2 separate regions of the Phocoena phocoena genome follow, and region 1 is linked to region 2. The links are chromatin contacts, called in public Hi-C maps. All regions are on one chromosome and are shown on one strand. Each heading gives the region's core, a stretch centred on a gene start, on an enhancer-like site or on the middle of the called end of the contact. The rest is flanking DNA. Distances are from core to core; before and after follow the strand shown.

Region 1 (3,132 bases), core at 3-2,502, 210 kb before region 2:
TATAAAATGCTCTTACTTTTGAAGACGAATAAGATACGTCTTATTATCCACATCGTAAACATTGTTTACTCTCATTCCTAGCAAGCTGCAAAGAGAAAGGAAACATGTAACAAATCATACTACCATTTGAAACATAAAACTTCACACAATTTAAAGCTGTAGGCGAAAGGAGAGACGGTGAAAGGGGGGATCTTTGACTCTAAAGATGCAGGAGTCAACCAGTGTGCAGTCTGAAGGCCATCAGACATTGAGCCCAAACCTTGAGTGTAACTATTTAAGAACGAAAGTAGTCTATCAGCTCTAGGAACACTATACAATGCCTTGAGTCTTTTAAGTGATCCAATATATATTTTAGCAAATACAATAAAATCTAACCCACTTAATCATAAAAGAAAATATGTAAACGAGGCCCTGAGAAATATGACAAAGCTCACACAGCTGAATAATAGAAAGCAGATTAGAATGCAGACCTCAGGCCAAATCTGTTAACTCCGGCTAAAAAGGCGATGCTGCCTTTCTTTGCGGTGAGGAGGAGCGTCTAACAAACCAAGCCTCTGGTCTGGAAACCTCTGAAGCAAATGACTACACTGGCGTCCTCCACCTGGCGTCTCGTCTTTTACTAAACGTTTGCTGCCAGACCCGGGCGACTCACGCCGACAGGCCGAGAGCCCCGCCAAAGCCGGACGCAAGACCTGGCGAGACTAGCAGCCCACGAGAGCGGGGAGTGGGGCACGCGACCGCCGGGGTCCCCCCGGTATCCTGAGGGCCACGGAAAGATGTCACGCGCTCGCCCACTCAGGCCTAGCCAGGTCCACAGAAGAACAGGACCAGGCGGACCCAGGGGAAACATAAGGCCGTTCTTGTTTCCACGGTGGGGCCATGCTGCCTCCTGCACCACCCGCACGAGCCTGGTCACCCGTCATACAGTACCGGGCATTCAGCTCCGCGAGTACCGCGCGGAGGTCAACGGTGCTGAAACGGGTTTTCATGGCGAGGCTTGAGGGTCTCCACCGCAGTTTCCTCCACTGCTGGCCTGACTCAACGCTGCTACTCTTATGCGCAGGCGCACCTGGCGGATCTACGGCCGCGCAGAAGACCCAATATTCCTTGAAGCGAACTGCTTTTCGTCACTTCTGTGCAGCGTTCGGCTGTCAAGTCCGTCGTCAGCTCCGTTTTCGTTGTACCAAAACAATTCGAAATAGATCCAAACTATTTTCTTGAAACTTCATTCCTTCCTGGAAAGCTTACGGACTAGGCCGGTTACTCTGCTCCCTTGCGTTTCGGGACTCAAGCCAGCCTCCACAGTGACCCCTGCGGGTCAAGACAATTTACAAGAAGCGCACTGGGAGGATTTCCCCAGGTGGGACTCTGCGTACCGGAGCAACGACCCCTTTCCCTGACGTGCACAGTGTTGAAATTTAACGAAGTGGACTATTTCATACACCCTACAGTTACCCTCAATGATCAAAGCAAATGAACCCTCAAAAAGGAGTTCCTATTCTGATGTCTTGCTCTCCGAAGAGCATTTTGTGGTGTATTGTGGGATTCTCATCGAATCTAGGTACTGGGATCCCCTGGGCTCAGCATAGTACCTGGCATACAATAGGGGCTCCATTAATGCTTGGCAACCTGAATATTCAATTGTTTCGCTAGGTAATGGTGAAGTAAGATTAAAAATAAAAATAAGACAATATTGCCCCGCCAAAGGAATTCACGATGCAGTGGGAAATCAGTCGTGCAAGAATGTAAACATGGTACTTTTTGTTGTGATATATACGTGGGAAGAAAGCCTATTTTAAGATAAGAACTCAAAAGAGACGGGGTCTCGCTATGTTGCCCAGGCTGAAGTGCAGCGGCTATTCACAGGCGCGATCCCACTACTGATCAGCACGGGAGTTTTGACCTGCTCCGTTTCCGACCTGGGCCGGTTCACCCCTCCTTAGGCAACCTGGTGGTCCCCCACTCCCGGGAGGTCACCATATTGATGCCGAACTTAGTGCGGGCACCCGATCGGCATAGCGCACTACAGCCCAGAACTCCTGGACTCAAGCGATCCTCCTGCCTCAGCCTCCCGAGTAGCTGGGACTACAGGCGCGCGCCACCGCGCCCGGCAAGGAATCTGGACGTAGGAGGATTCTAGAGCCTATGGGCTACAAGTAGTGGCAAGCAGAATTCCCACCAGCAGATGGCGACTCTAAGTAAAAAGAGCTCGGTTGACATTTCAGAAGAAACAGAATTGTAGACGCTAAGGGGACTGTAGCAGGTACAGCGCAGAATTAATGCGACATATGGCACAGAAAATCATGCAGAATAGCTCAAAATATGGAATAAACCATTTGGAGGGTTTAGGGAAGACTGAGAACCAAGTCGACTGTAGTGCAAACAGTAAAAGCGAGAGGTTTAACTGTACATAAACAATGCTAAGGTTCTTATGTTGGCTCTGAAGGCATTACCCAAATAATGCCTAAATATTTTGCATAAAAGCAACCCATGTATAAACTCCACATTGAGAGGGACAACACTCAGATGCTTCTTTATAAACAAAAACTGAAATACTTCGTATCAAAACTCCCACTTTAGGGCCCTAAACCCATGAGATAGGAGCAGGATACTAATTTAAGGTATACTTGAGACAGTCAGCCACTTGACTAACCCATACATTGCTTCTGCTCTGTCAAGGAGAATGAGCATCATAAGTAAAATGCAAGAAAATACATAAGGGGGAGAAGGAGATGAAGATAAGTGTAAAAATGATAAAGAAACTGTACCATTTACTATTGAATTCTATCATTTCTGGGTTTTGGAATAATTTCTCTACTTTGAAAAAATTCTGAACCAGGGATACTTAAGGACTTGTGGGAAAAATAAGAGGCAACAGGAAATGGGAAAATCATCTTCCAATTTTCAAAGAGAAGATAAAGGTGAATATCTGAAATCCAAACAGGTGCCATTGGCATTTGTCCCAACCAAAAAGTTAGAGGTAATTATTAATGGATGCCTTATGGGCATCTACGGCTGTGATTCTCAAGTCTTAGTGTGATTCGCTGATTACTATGGAGATAATCAAAGCAAATTCCTGGACACCACACCAGGAGATTTTGAATCATTCCTTAACTTTGGCTCAAGGTATCT
Region 2 (3,520 bases), core at 212-2,711:
AACAAGTAAACGTAGCTACAGCTCTGTAACTGATGATTAGTAAACTCTTCTTAACTAATCAACCATCATATTAATTTCAGTCTCCAGAGAAGGGATTCAAGTGATTGCATTTTGGAGTCCCCATGGGTAAACAAATGAAATTGACTGCACTCTTAAAATTTAATTTAATCTGATTTAACTTGGGATTTAAACAATCAACAATTTACCTACAAAAGCAAGTCCAACCCTAACTAGAACATAAGTTGGTTCAATGCTCATTATTGAAAAAAATGAGTGATGCTCACAACACTACACAAACTGATATTCTAAAAAAAATCATTATATAAATATAATAAATCTTGCCACAGAACAATGAATTCTTTACGATGCAACTTAATTATTAATGTCATGATTAACACATTCACTAGGACTAAAAAAAAAAAAAAAAAAAGAAGAAATCTTAGTCTTTTACAGGAGATCCAAATGGCAAAATCCTTTAAAAATTTTACAGACACCTCTCGCAAAATGCACATAACACTTCTCTCAATATGCTTCATGGGCCTTTATGTTAATCATGAGTGTATATATATGTAGTTCCTGGTGACCTTTATTTTCTCTTTACTGTGTCATCAATTATGGAACAAATATCCTGCATTCAGAGATGTTAAAATGTGAAGAAATGCGTGCTTTAGAATCCACCAAATACGGTTTAAATCTTCTAAAGGAAGAGCCTTCACTATTAAATACTCACCTCTTCATAGTATATGCAGTCGGCCATCAGGATGTAGTCTGGAGGAGAAGGAAAGTCTTCTATTTCTTCCCCCCTTAAAAATGTCAACCAATATTTTAAACTGTTGTTTCACTAATTTAAAATATTCCTGTTTTACCTGTTTTACAAACAAGACCCAGAAAGTCCCCTTCGTATTAACCATGCTTTTAGTGTAACACAATTTAAAGCAAACTACAGTTATCTTAAAACGAGCTGAAAGGCCATACAAACCATTTCAGTACCTTGGCTTGAACAGAACCAGTGACAAGATGCTTGTTCATATTAATATTCATCTTCAGCAAGTCTTGCAATTCCTCTAGGTCGGTGACTATGACATCTGCCCTATAAAATAACGGTGACTGAGGTGTAGGCACAAGGATGGGAAGCCAGTAACCGGGGTTTCCCGAAAAGCGGCGTCCCCTCCCGCCAAGCTCTTACCCGAGGGTAGCAGCCATGAGCCCCACGGCCCCGGTGCCAGAGCCCAGCTCCAGCACCGACCGCCGGCTCAGCGCGTGGGCCCCATCGCCGGAAAACCCGGGCGTTTCCAGGTATTTAGAAAGGACGATGGCAGCGTCCCAAACAACGCAACCCACGCCGCCGGAGCCGTACTGCTGTAGTCGTAACACCGTGCCATCTCGCTTCTCCAAAACTCGCACAAAGTTCCGCAGTTGCTCCTCCCCGGAGGACTCCAGGGGAGCCGCCATCGCCGCCCGGCAACACTGAGTGTCGAGCGCAGTGACGTCACACCCACAAGACCGCCCCGGGCCCCGCCTTACAAGGGGCCCGGCGCCTCCAGGAGGCGGAGTTGGCGCCACTGCGCGTGCGCGAAGGCACAAAGACCGGAACGCGGCGTTCCACCGGCGTGGCGCAGCCGCAGGCCAAGGCTTACCCTGCGCGCGGAACCGCCTCGTTCTCCCCTAAATTACAAGTCGGCCTCGACGAACGGGCAGTTAAAATTACTTTTCCGGACAAAGCCAACCTGAGTGTTTTTATCTAGTCGGAGGTTGATTCACACTGTTTTTTTTGTTCTTATTACTGGCCTTAAATCAAGGCAGCTTCCAAGATCCTACCAAGGATGGCTATAATCCTGCTTACAGAGAATTCCTAACATGCTCCTAATTTTTCTTCAGAATGCGTAAAAATGGTTGCAAGAAGCTTGTGACTGCGTTTAACGCTGAAGAAAAAGTTATCCCTCTGAAGTTTACATCACTTAAATTCTTTGGGATTATGGAACTTAAATTGCACAAATTATTGAAAATGTGTGTATATATTACTTCTACAGAACTCAACAATCTTACCCCCTTGTTCCTTATAATGAAAACACATATTTTAAACGTCTTTTAAAAATTAAGACTGGGGTGATTTATTAATCTTGTTAGGAACTCTGATACAAAGCACAGTAAAAGGCCACAGACCAGTAAATAAACAATGTGGCTTTTGGCTACTTTACAACTGCTGCTATGGCATTAAGAGGAAAACACGCTTTTTCATCACTTAGAACGAAGGAGTACAAATGGCAAATAAAAGTTTTAATCACGTCTCTGATTAAAAAGTTTAATAAAGCTTTAAGTGTCTGCTGGTTTAAATATTACCAATCTAAAAAAATACTTTAAAAATTTTTAGTTAACACGAGATTTATAGAGAAAGTTACTTGGTTTTGAAGGCAATAAAGTTGGTTCCTATGCCATAAGAAACTTATCCTCCAGCTTTATGAATTAGTAAAGTAGCAGACTGTATTATAGGCCTTGAGTCACATAAATTTATATAGGTTATTAGCATTATCTTTAAATGTACAATATAAACAAAACTGTACATGTATGGCATATTAACTTTGTTTTCCAAAATAATAGGCAACTCGTTAGCTAAAGACACCATAGTCTCCAAAAACAAAAAGGCACATCTGTATAAGATATATGCCCTTTTTTCCTCTATGATTGGGTTAGGTAGTCTGTTTACATTTCGACAAAACAATAAACAGTGCATTCTATTATTTTCATTCTATTTTTCACTTTTGTCTTCAGCAGCAAATTCTGGCTTTTAAGACATGGCATTAAAGAGTTTTAGAACAGTGGGTGTTATTCACGATCTTCCTAAATGTAAAAACTAGAAGATGGTCAAAGAGGCTTAAAACTCAGTATCACCACACACCCCCTATATGTGTATAAATTCACTGCCTTAAAAAGTCATCTGTTACTCAAATTTGAAAAATTCCACAAATGCACTATCCCCCTTCAGTGCAATCAATGTCACTTTAAACCATATTTTAGCAGAGTCTACAGTGCAAATATAAATTCTTTATACTGGCCTTTGGGCAGCACTGAGGATCCAAGACAAGGCAATGCTACTGATCACCTGAGGATAATGGTAAAGGACTTCTGTATTTTTATTTTTCCAATTTTTAAAAGCTTATTTGATCAGTAGCATTTTTGTAAGAGCATTATTTTTAAAAAGTACTAAAATACTATGCCTTTTTTGAATAAATTAAAAAAAAAAACTTTACAAATACCATTCCAGTGTCAATGACTACATATGGCTAGGGTCATTGAGGAGTTTCTGCATTTTCTAGCAAAGGCAGTCTATACAATGGGGCGTGCGAAAGCTCCCGTTTGTAAGTCTTTGGTGGCAGTTTTGGTAGGTGAGGGCTTGAATTCTGCCTTGGTGGAACAGGGGGAGCTTGAGGATGAGCAAGATTATTCTGACTAGAACTGAGCACGTAGCATCGACGTGGTACCCTTGGAGAGGGTGTGCTAGGAGGAGTGTTTGGAGAATTTG

The links. A called contact is a pair of places that touch in the nucleus more often than the background predicts.
Region 1: a Hi-C map of lung shows a contact between it and region 2, with 12 times the contacts expected there. The contact joins the promoter of NEMF here to the promoter of VCPKMT in region 2. A contact is called at or near these places in 2 of 2 Hi-C or Micro-C datasets (kidney and lung).

The regions. Positions count from the first base shown.
Region 1 is chr2:50,114,240-50,117,371 of mPhoPho1.1, reverse strand. It overlaps NEMF (nuclear export mediator factor), which reads right to left and starts at 1,252. Exons shown (of 33, transcript XM_065900852.1): 1 at 931-1,252; 2 at 17-85. The coding sequence starts at 989.
Region 2 is chr2:49,899,122-49,902,641 of mPhoPho1.1, reverse strand. It overlaps VCPKMT (valosin containing protein lysine methyltransferase), which reads right to left and starts at 1,461. Exons shown (of 6, transcript XM_065872298.1): 1 at 1,187-1,461; 2 at 980-1,090; 3 at 731-803. The coding sequence starts at 1,452. SOS2 (SOS Ras/Rho guanine nucleotide exchange factor 2) reads right to left here. Exons shown (of 22, transcript XM_065871319.1): 22 at 3,288-3,520. The coding sequence ends at 3,288.